Linked DNA regions of Sus scrofa: region 1 is linked to region 2. The links are chromatin contacts, called in public Hi-C maps. All regions are on one chromosome and are shown on one strand. Each heading gives the region's core, a stretch centred on a gene start, on an enhancer-like site or on the middle of the called end of the contact. The rest is flanking DNA. Distances are from core to core; before and after follow the strand shown.

Region 1 (5,582 bases), core at 1,055-3,554, 230 kb before region 2:
TCAGCACATCACCCGTGCATCCTTCTTCTGCTGCCAGTTTAACCGTATGGAGTTCTAGTAAGTCTGTTGCTAGAATTTCTTGAACCTATTCAATTCTCCATCCATTCATCCTTTTAGTTAGCAACTATTTATTGAGCATGTACTGTTCCAGTGGCTGGAGATACTTCAGTAAGCCAAGCAAGGTTCTTACCGTCTATGAGGGGAGAGAAAGACAATAAGCTGGCAGATAGGCGAAGACAGAGCGTAACCAATGGTGCTAAGAGCCAGGAGACAATAAGGCTGGGTAAGGGGTTGGGAGAAGAGGCAGGTGATCATTTTATGTCAGGTACACAGGGAGAGCCTTACCGACCAGGTGACATTTGAAAAGAGGCCAAAAGGAAATGAGGATCAGCCCCATGGATATTGGGTCTTTCTTCTCCATCCCCGTGGCCACAGCCCCTCATCCTCTCCCCTGGAGCCATGGTCACCACCTTCCCAAAGGGCAATGATGTACCTCCACTCTCATCCTTCCCTCCCACCCCCTTTCAATGCCTTCCTGTCTCCCACAGATTCAAGCTCTTACTCCTGAGAGTAGCCTTCAAGGGCCTTCTCAATTAGGCTCTAACCTTGTCTTCCAGCTAAGTCTTAGGGTGCTCGGCAGAATTGTGCAAGGGCTTGTTCCCCCCCCACCCCCCCCCCACCCCGTATAATCCGCTCCCCAGAAGTGTGGGCAGGACCTGCGATGGCTGCTAGACATGGAATATGGCAAAGGCAGAGAGATGTCACACCCTTGATCAAGTTACCTTATATAAGATTCTGTCTTAGCCAATTTATAAGGCGGGGCCCTGGGGCAGTCTCTGGGAACTTCCAAGGCCTCTAGGACCCCAAGGCCACCTCAAGCTCAGGTGGCCAAGGGCCTCAGTCGTGGAGTTGCAAGGCAGTGAATTCTGCCAATCACCTCATAGAACCGGAAACAGATTCCCCCCCACCCCAAGCCTCAGGGGGATTATAGCTCCAATTGACACCTTCACAGCTCCTGAGCAGAGACGCAGCAGAGTGGTGCTCACCCTGACACAGGGAACCTGCAAGATCATTAATGGGTGCTGCTTGTTACACAGCAGTGGAAAATCACACCTTGTACAAGTCCCTAGACTGGCCCTGCTTCCAAACAAGTTTGTTTTTTCATGCCTTGCGGTGAGCACAAGTTCTCTATGTTTGCTCTCTGTTTAAATCTTGTCTGTCCTTCAAAATCCTTCCCTTCCTTCCTACCTTCCTTCCTTCCTTCCTTCCTTCCTTCCTTCCTTCCTTCCTTTCCTTCTTTCTTTCTTGTCTTTTTAGGGCCACGCTCACAGCATATGGAGGCTCCCAGGCTAGGGGTCCAATCAGAGCTGTAGCTGCCAGCCTATACCACAGCCACAGCAATGTCAGATCCGAGCCAGATCCAAGCTACATCTGTGACCTACACCACAGCTCACGGCAACACTGGATCCTTAACCCACTGAGCAAGGCCAGGGATCGAACCTGCAACCTCATGGTTCCTAGTCATTGGGCCACTATGGAAACTCCTAAAAATCCCATTCTAATGCACCCTGTTCCCCTCCCACTCCCCAATCCTGTAGCCCTTGCGGTTCCCCCACCCCCACCCTCATGAGTTGGCTTGTATTTGTCTGCCGGCCACTCCTCCCTCTTACCCATCTCTCCATCTTTTCATCTCAGAGGGTGGCTTAGGGCCCGGCTTCCAGCACATGAAGGGCTCCTCACTTGGGGATGTGGGGGGTCCTGGTTGGGGTTCATACTGCCCATACATCCCCTCCATTTGCTTGGAGAGAGGTGCCCTGGGGCCATAGCCTTCACCAGCTTCTCAAAGAGGCTTGAGGTCCTGAGAAGATGGAGACCAACAGGCAGGATGGCAAGACAGGAACTTCCATCGGGAGCCTGGCTGCTAATCTTGGCTCGTGAGAGGAACCTGGGGTTCCCTGAGCCTTCCTCTGGGGAGCTGCTGTTCTGACACGTGTCCAAGCACAGTCGTGGCTCCAGCCAGGGATGAAGGTAGTCCAGCCTGGGGAAGGAGCGAGGAAGCAGGGGCAAGGGGAAGGAACAGAAGGGAGCGTCTTGGAGGCCAAGCGGGGCGGATTGGGGTGTGTGTGGGGTGTCCCCTGGGAGGCCGGCTTATTCTGCGCTGAAAGAGGGACTGCGTTTCTGCTTCTAACTGTGCCAGGTGCTGGATAACTGCTCCCGCTGCCAGCTCCCCTGGGCTCTCGAGGACAGGCTCGGCAGTGCCAGGGTATTTTTAGCCCTCCAGTAAGTGGAACAAAGCGCTCAGAGAGGCAGGGCTGCGCTGCTGGCTCTTGGCTGGGGCCGCGCTCAGCGGCGTTCTGAGAAAGCCCAGGACTCCCTCTCTAGCCCTGGGGGCCCGCAAGGGCCGGGTGTCCCGCTCCCTCGCCTCCCTCTGAGGCTGCTTCCCACAGGGGCTTGGAAAGGGACAGTCTCACCAGTGGGTGGGGGCCAGAGATGTGTGCTGAGGGGTCTGGGGGCGAGCAAGGGAACTGGCCTCTCTTCAGGAGGGAGGTGGAGTGCTGGATGCTGGCCTCCCCAGATGGCTCACTCCAGGGGGAGAAAATGATTTGTTCTGGGACCTGCTGGGGCAAGATAGGCAAGGCAGGGGGGCTCCAGGCCAGGGGCTGGGAAGATGGTGGGCCCCTGACCCTGGCTAGAAACACTGATCACTGTAGTGGGAGGAGGTGTGGGGGCGAGCAGCCTGACATCACTTCCTGAGGGCCCAGTGATGAACCATCAAGGTCAGCCTTGACCATTGACCTGCCAAATATTTGCTTGGATCACAGACCCAGCCAACTTTCCGCCCTCATGCCCTGCACACTTGTACCTGGGCCCTGCCACGACCAGACACCCTACCTCTTGTCCCTGGAGGGGTCAGCATTGTTTCCCAAAGGGGCCTTTCCAGGTGGGTGTGGCTGGCAGAACCCCTTCCTGGGGTGCATGGCTGTGGACCAATGAGGATAGGGTGGAGGCTGGGGGTGGAGCCAAATGTCCCCATGAGCCCTTTGTTTGAAGTGGCTACTCCAGTGAAACCGGACTGATGTGATCAAGGTTTGGCACAGCTGCCCATGTAGAACGAACCTCCACAAGGCCAGGCCACCTGCACCTTCTCTCCGTCATGGCTGTCTGCCCCCCTGCCCCCCAAGCCTGGGAAGGAGAGCAGATGGAGGAGGCCGAGAGGGGTTGGCCAGGGCATAGAAAGAAGGAGAGAACAGATCTATCTCTCTGTTTCTCTCCCACACACATAACACCCAACACAACACACACACAGACGCACCTCCCCCTCCCCCACCAAGTGTCCACCCTAGGGATCAGCCACTGTGCTAAGTTCTGCACAGCCATTACCCCCTGAATCCTGGTGACCCTGGAGTAACTTTTGATCCATTTTACCGAGGTAGAAACAGGATTTGGAAAGATGAAGTAACTCGTCCAAGCCTACACAGCTGGGTATCAAAGCCAGGGCCCACGGGCCACCCAGAGCTGCCAAGAAGGGGAGGGAGGGGGGAAAATATTTGGCACCTGTTCTCGGAGATTCTAGAAGCAGGTGGGGGAAGGGGCTGATGGGGACAGGGGGTGTGTTTGCCTGGACCACTTACTTCCCAAGATTGTGGTGGGGACAAACTTCTGTCACTGGAAGCCAAACTCATACTAAACAGTAGGCTTGTGACGTCAACCCCACTCTCTGCCTTTGCCTGTGCTGCCCCCTCAGGCTGCAGCCTTACCTCCGTTTGAGGCAGTCTTTCTTTATCCTCCCAGTTAAAAGGCCACCTCCTCCATGATGCCCTACCTAATCCCCACTTCCCAGGAACGATGAGTCTCTATCCAGTCTCTCCATTTCCTTCTTGTACTGCACTCATGGTGTTCTGACTAGTGTGTTATAATCTTTCACTGTGTATCTGTCCATCTTACTCACTAAATTGGAAGGGGAAATGTCTGTCTTGGCCTGAGGGCTGTAGTGTACTGCTACACCAGCTCTTTGATTTGTAGTGCTTGCTAATCCCCAGGGTGTAAATACTCCCACTGTGGCCAATTTCAAGCTATGATGTCTTAACAATGGGCTCACCAAATTCCTGAGTATTTAGCAGTTGGCACTCACCACCAGTCCTTATGGGCTCCAGCTCACCACTGCTAAAGCTTAAGGCTTGCATGTAGCAGGTGCACATCAGGATCCGCTTAGATGGACTATTCTATTCCACATTTTTTCTAAGGGGTCTGGAGCCCCTACATTGTTACCAGAAGGATTTAAAAAGGACATCTGGGGAAGATCATCTGTGAACATTGTGACCGTCCTTCTCTGCTCCCTGTAACCATGGTCCTTTGTGACAGGGCTTTGCAGTTTCTCCCCAGTTTTCTCTCTCTCTCTTTTTCTTTCTTTCTTTCTTTCTTTCTTTCTTTCTTTTCTTTCTTTTCTTTCTTTCTTTTTCTTTCTTTCTTTTTCTTTCTTTCTCTCTCTCTCTCTCTCCCTCTCTCTCTTTGCTTTTTAGGGCTGCACCCATGGCATATGGAATTTCCCAGCCTAGGGGTTGAATCAGAGCTACAGCTGCCAGCCACAACCACTGCAACGTGGGATCTGAGCCGTGCCTGCGACTACACCACACCTCACGGCAATGTCAGATCCCCGACCTACTGAGTGAGGCCAGGGATGGAACCTGCATCCTCATGGATACTAGTTGGATTCCTTTCTGCTGTGCCACCGTGGGAACTCCTAGGGCCAGCTTTCTAATCCTTAAATCAGGCCCAGCCTTGTGACTTGACTTAGACATTGGAATACATTCAAAGTGACTTCATGACTGAATATTTCTGCTCCTGCCAGCTACCATGGATGAAGCCCAGGCTTCGCTGCTGAGGTTGAGAGGCCACAGGAGCAGAGGCACACCACCTCAGCGGAGCCATCCTAGATCAGCCAGGCCTGCCAAACCCTGCCATCAGCCAAAGAAGTAGGGCTGGGCCGTCTTCCTATTGAGTAGTGAAGACTTAACTGCTTTTCTTGGGAAATGTCCCACCAGGAATGGGAAAATTCACAACTTCCTCTTTTCTGCCCTGTAGAATAATTTCTTCTCTTTTGGGTCAAAGAATAAAAGATCCTAACATGGAATTTCCCTCGAGGTGCAGCAGAAACGAATCTGACTAGGAACCATGAGGTTGTGGGTTTGATCTCTGGCCTTGCTCAGTGGTTTAAGGATCTGGCATTGCTGTGAGCACAGACGTGGCTCAGATCTGGTGTTGCTATGGCTGTGGCATAGACTGGCAGCTGTAGCTCTGATTCGACCCCTGGCCTGGGAAGCTCCATATACTTCGGGTGCGGCCTTAAAAGCAAACAAACAAACAAACAAAAAACCAAAAAACAAAACCTTAATGTGTTTGGGCTGGGTAGGAGGAGAGAGCTATGCCTTAAACCATACTTAATAAACTCCCACTTTCAGCTCAAGAACAAAATCCTGCCTATAACCTGTGAAGGAGAATGTGAAAAACGCAACCCAACCCATTCTGCCCTCTAGGTTAGACCCACCGAAACTCTAGCAGCAAAGGGGCATTTCAGAGAACAA
Region 2 (5,783 bases), core at 1,828-4,327:
TGCTGCTGGCAGCACTGGAGGCAGCAGAGGCCCATCCCCACACCCTTGGGCCCCCAGCGTCTGTCCCCATGGATGGGCACAGCTAGGCGGCCTTCCTGCCACCTGTCACATGAAGGTTAATCCCCTTAACCCTCTGACCGCCAGGAGAGACTAGAAAAGGAGAAGAAGTTAACCAGTGACCTGGGACGTGCTGCCACCAAACTACAGGAGCTTTTGAAGACAACCCAGGAGCAGCTGGCAAAGGAGAAAGACACAGTGAAAAAGCTGCAGGAGCAGCTGGACAAATCAGTGAGTGCCGCCAGCCTGCCCTCAGTGGGGGTGGGGGTGGGCGGGGGACAGAGGCAGCCCGACAGCCCCCTCGGTGGGACACAGGCCCAGGGCCTCATCCTTACCTGCACCCTGTGCTGCCCTTAGTGCCACTGCCTTCGGCCCAGACGAGGGGCCCTCTCAGCCCTCTGCATCCTCAGCTCCTGGCATGTCGGGCTGGGCTCTGAAGGCATTAGTGGCTTCAGGGTGTTACTTTGCAGGGACGGGAGGTCCCTCCGGTGAGGTGAATGGTCCCCTTGGCCCCAGCCTCTCCCTCTCTCCTCCTCTGTTCACAGGAGGATGGCAGCAGCTCAAAGGAGGGCACGTCTGTCTGAGTCTCCTGCAGAAAAAGAAGTTACTGTTCAACTTACCAAAATGCCTTACACATTCCTTACAAATAAATAAACCGACCAACACAGCGATATCCGGGCCCAACTTCGGTAGCTCTGAGAAGCCATTAGAGACGACAGTCTCTTAGCATCAGAAATAGATCTTCCAGACCCCAGTTTGTAAGAGAACCTTTGTCACGCTGGATAAACACTATTCCCCAGGACCAGCCCGGGATCACCGGCCAGCAGACGCCAAAGCCCTCATCAGCTGTGTGACAGACCTGGGCAGTGTGCTGGGGAGGCCGGGACCTCTGGGTATCTCTGTGTCAATCAGTGCAATTGTTTTGTCGCTCATGGGGTTGGGGGTCAGGTGGTGGGCAGTCCAGGAGGTGAGTCTCAGAGGCTGCGGAGCAGACTGGAGGGTCACAGCCCAGCGAGACAGCAGCCTTCACCCCTGGAAGAAGTTACCACCAGAACTGAAGTGTGACCTCCCAGATGTTAATGCCATTAAAACCCATGTGTCGCCTGGCGCTTCGGTCTTGCCTGGTCTTCTGTGGGGGTTCCCGCAGCTGGTGCTGAGCCGGGTCGAGGAACCAGGGGAGCCAACAAGTATGGCTCCTGGTCCCCGGTGCCTTTCCTGTCATGTCACCCAGGTCCCCATGCCCACAGGGCAGGATGAGGGAGTGGGACCTGTGATGCTAGATGACTTCATGCAGTGACCACAGTCCCCACCCCCCAAGAGCTGAGATTACCTAGAGAGGCTGTGGGGTGCCCTAGGCTGTGAGGTGAGTTCTGGGCATGAACCAGGAGTTCCGTCCTTCTGGCTGCAACCCTGGCAGACGTCCACAATGCAGGAGGGCTGCCACCTTAACTTCCTGTGACCCCAGAGAATCTTTGGTTATGATGTGTTGGGGGGGGGAGGGCTTTGTAGGGAACCTGAAGCTCAAACAAATGGATTTAGAGGTGGGGTCACAGGAGCTTGTAGCAGTCACGGGTCTTGGCGGCACAGCCAATCCTACTTTCAGCTCAGTCCCAAGACTCAGAATCTTGGGAGACAGGCGCTGAAGGGGCTGAACTTTGGCTGGGGGGACCAAGGCCCTGACAGCAAGTGTAGCCAGATACAAGGGTGGGGGTGCCCACGGGAGGGTGCCTGAGAACTGAGGTCTCACCACCTGCCTGGGGCTGTCGAATGTGGGTTTGACGCCTCTCTGGGGTGGTTGTCGCAAAAGTGAAGCATCATGGTGCAGTGTGTCCTGTAGCCACCAGCGGCTCCACATGCCAGCCGCTGCCTGGGGCCGGGCAGTGCTGACCTCAGTCTGCATGACCAAGACCTGGTCCTGGCTTTCAGGGACCACCTGTCTGCCGTTGTGACTCTTGTGTGTTGTGACTGTTGGGATCAGGGCGCTGGAAATTCTGGGAAGTCTCCTCAGAGATATGAGCATAAGCTGGAGCTAAGCAGATGTTTGTCAGGCGGGGAGAAGGGATCCAGGCCCAGGGAACAGAGGTGCAGAGGTAAAGAGCTGCCAGGGGCTCGGGGGGTAAGGCAGGAAGACTTCGTGGAGCCAGGTTATGAAGGCAAAGGGGGCAAGCTGCAGGGGCCACTGAGGTTTTTAAGCAAGGGGAGAAACTTGTAACTGTTCTAGATTCTCTGGTCAAGGAGCCTGCAGGACGTGGGCTCTAGGCCACGGTTTCTGACAGATGGAAAGTAAAGTGTCAGAAGTTATATAAGTTATGGTGTCAGAAGTTATGGAAATGACCCATAACTGCTGACACCCACCACATGCCCAGCCCCATGCTTGGTTCTCATGTGACATCTTCCAGTCCCCATGGGAGGGGAGTTTCTCCTCATCCTGCAAAGGAATCCCCACAGAAGGGAGAGCTCACCTGGCAAAAGGCACAGCAGGCTTCAAGCCTGCCTTTAATGCTGACCCAGCATCGGGAGGCCTGGGCGTCCGCTGGAGGGAAAGGGGTTTCAAGTGTGTGGCAGCCATGCACCATGGCCCCTCACACCACACTCCCGTGTGCCCTGTGTGTCGGGTAGGGACACACAGCTCATCCTCCCGCTCACGGGGAGCTTCACGTAAGGTCAGGGGCTTGGAGTCATCCCTGGTGGGAAACAGGCTAGCCTTGTTCCTGAGCCAGGACCGCCATCAGTGGCACCAGCATTTCCAGGAAGCTCCCCTGCCCCAGTGGCTGCAGGACAGAGAACCCTTATGCTGGGCAGATGCCCCCCCTGAAGGCACAGGAAAGGGGGACACCTGGGGAGAAAAAAGCACAGGAAGGAAGACAGGAGGCCACTGGGCAGGGTGAACCTGGGGCTCCTGCAGCTCCAGGTGAAGCCCTTCCTCCATCCATTCCCCACCAGCACCGCCTCAGCTGTCCTGAGACCCAGCAGTGGCCGCTCCGTGCCAGCAGGGGGAGCGTGAGCATGCCAGGAGCCTGCTGGCTGAGTTCCAGCCTCAGACTGGGGGAGGGGGAGAGATCAAGGAGGGGAGGGAGTCACCCTTAACAGACCCTGCGCAAGAGGCTGAGGGGGCCCCCTGGTGTTCCCCAGGAGCCTGGCCTGCCAGTCTGGCCATTCACAGGTCCTAGTCCTGCATATGGCACAGAACTCCCTCTGCAGTCCCTGGGGACCAACCGCCCAGGCCGGACTGCAACCAGACCCAGGGCAGCGCTGGGAGTCTTCTGAAAACATCTAGTGTAAACCCCTCCCTGCAGAGGCTCCAGGGGCTGACCTGAGGCTGCAGGGTCATGGGGCTCATCAATGGGGCCCACGGTGCTGGCGCCAGCTTTTTGGACTAGCTTCCTCTGGTCATCTCTGAATGATGGTCAATAAAATGCACAAACGCCACTGGGATGCCTGGCCTGTAGGCAGCAAAAACACAAGACACTCCGCAAATGCCTCCTTCCCAAGAGCTTCCTCAGAGGGGAAGGTCTAATAGGACTCAAAGCCCAAAAGAACGATTCCCTCCCCTCCCCAAATCAAACAAAATGACTCAATTCCAGATGTTAGAAATGAAGAACTTGCCAGGGACATGATGAAAATAGCTTAGGACCAGAAAAGGAGACCTGAACTATCCAGCTGTGCTGTCCCTAAGCAAGTTACTTTACCTCTCTGGGCTGGCTACAGGCTCCCTCCCAGGCCCTGCCAGCCACTATGCAGTGACCCTTCTCCCCTGGCTGGGACTGGAGACTGTTCCCCCATGTCACAAATGCCTTAAACCATGACAAGTGCTGTGTCCTTGGGCATATCCGTCTGTCAGTGCAAAAGGCATGAACTGGTGAAGAAACAGAAGCTACACTTCCAGCATGGACCCGCCAGCACTGAGGAGTTCTGAAAAAGGAAACCACCCAACTAAGCCTGGTCTTACTATTGGAGTCACTATGTTCACTGTTTGCTCAGCGATTAATATTTTCTGAAATAACAAACTTTGTAGTCAAGCTCTGAACTTGTTAGCATTGGCTTTGTTTGCTTTTTCCTCAGAACGCAAGAGTAATCATTACATGAACCTTAAGTCAGCTTTCCACAAACACACTTTTGCAATGTGTTAACACTAGTGAAAGGTGTAAATGTGCTGAAAGCAGAGTGTACTTGTATTTTTATTCCTCACTAATGTCAAGCTAAAAGGTCAAAACTTTTTTTTTGGGGGGGTCTTTTTGCTATTTATTTGGGCCGCTCCCGCGGCACATGGAGGTTCCCAGGCTAGGGGTCCAATCGGAGCTGTAGCCACTGGCCTACGCCAGAGCCACAGTAACTCGGGATCCGAGCCACGTCTGCAACCTACACCACAGCTCACGGAAACGCCAGATCGTCAACCCACTGAGCAAGGGCAGGGACCTAACCCGCAACCTCATGTTTCCCAGTCAGATTCGTTAACCACTGTGCCACGACGGGAACTCCAGTTCAAAACTTTTTAAGGGCCAAACCTAGAGCATATGGAAGTTCCCAGGCGAGGGGGTGAATTGGAGCTGCAGCCCTAGCCTACACCACAGCCACAGCAATGCAGGATCCAAGCTACACGTGCGACCTATGCCACACCTTGCAGCAACGCCAGATCCTTAACCAACTGGGCGAGGATCCTCGTGAATACTAATCAGGTTCTTAACCCGCTGAGCCATTACAAAAACTCTGTAATTTTGCATCAGATTTACCTGGAGTCTGTCAGCAGAATCCTTGGGCCCTAACCTCAGGAATCCAAAAAGACTCTCTCAAAAGTGCCCCTAGATAGAGATATAAGTAACTGTTAGCATTTCCCAACTTCTGGAGTCGAGTGGAGTGCTGGGAGCAGCTGATCTTACATCACACCCCTGTGCACTGTTCACAAGCCTCCCCATAGCCCACCTTCCTCCCCACCCTCCATACCTGCACATGGAGCGGTGGTTATACAAGTGGTGTCACATGTCACAAGCTGAAACCACAGAAAAGACTTTCTTCTTCTACAATTCCTGGCTCTATCTACAGACTGTTTCTTAAGGGCAGTCTTGGGCCCTCAATGCCTCCCCAGGGCCTGTTAACACATTCACTAAAAGCATTCCATTGCAGTAGAGAAAATAAATTCAGGATGAAAGAATGACCAGTAGCTTATGGGTAAACTGGTAGCCAGCACTATTTTCAAGATAATTTTGAAAGTAATTTGATCAAACCATAATATTTTTCTGCCTCCCAAATAAATTAGAGAGGAGGCAAAAAAAAAAAAAAAAAAAAAAAAAAAAAAAAAAAAAGAGGTCTGACATTTGGATAAACTCTTAATGTTTAAGAGAAACATTAAGAGAAAAGAAACATTAATGTTTAAGAGACAAATTCCCAACTTTTACACCAACTTTTTCATGCAATCAGAGGAGGGAGCTGTGACCTTAACTCTGTCTGAAATACCCAAATCTCCATACCTACCCCCATACACAGAAAGCAAAACCCTTTATCCCCAATTCACGCATGAATAATTACACAAGAGATAAGTTAAAATGCTTCCTTTATTACGTAAAGCCAGTACTGCTACTTCTAAATTCAACTGTTGGTGCATCTCTATACTGTTCAGAGTGTTATGCCTGTGATGTTAAAGACAATCACTTCCAAGTGTCATCAGGCAGTGGCTTCCTGTGGATGCTGCCGTCATAGCTGGTCCCCGTATCACATACAGTCGGCAAACT

Evidence for each region. A called contact is a pair of places that touch in the nucleus more often than the background predicts.
Region 1: a Hi-C map of liver shows a contact between it and region 2, with 2.6 times the contacts expected there. The contact joins two enhancer-like sites. A contact is called at or near these places in 1 of 5 promoter capture datasets (liver), 4 of 47 Hi-C or Micro-C datasets (all in liver) and 1 of 2 datasets of contacts at active chromatin or transcription factors (skeletal muscle).

The regions. Positions count from the first base shown.
Region 1 is chr17:26,280,018-26,285,599 of Sscrofa11.1, reverse strand. No RefSeq gene overlaps it. Among named protein-coding and RNA genes, the nearest start is that of MGME1, 99 kb to the left of the region's middle. Within about 2 kb of position 2,304, at least 25 of the 83 cell types and tissues checked have an H3K27ac peak or open chromatin away from gene starts, as enhancers often do. A contact at or near this core is called in liver and skeletal muscle, where this site is marked.
Region 2 is chr17:26,050,160-26,055,942 of Sscrofa11.1, reverse strand. DSTN (destrin, actin depolymerizing factor) reads right to left here. Exons shown (of 4, transcript NM_001004031.1): 4 at 5,590-5,783. RRBP1 (ribosome-binding protein 1) reads left to right here. Exons shown (of 24, transcript XM_021078037.1): 23 at 145-288; 24 at 603-1,166. The coding sequence ends at 641. Among named protein-coding and RNA genes, the nearest start is that of DSTN, 54 kb to the right of the region's middle. Within about 2 kb of position 3,077, at least 26 of the 83 cell types and tissues checked have an H3K27ac peak or open chromatin away from gene starts, as enhancers often do. A contact at or near this core is called in liver and skeletal muscle, where this site is marked.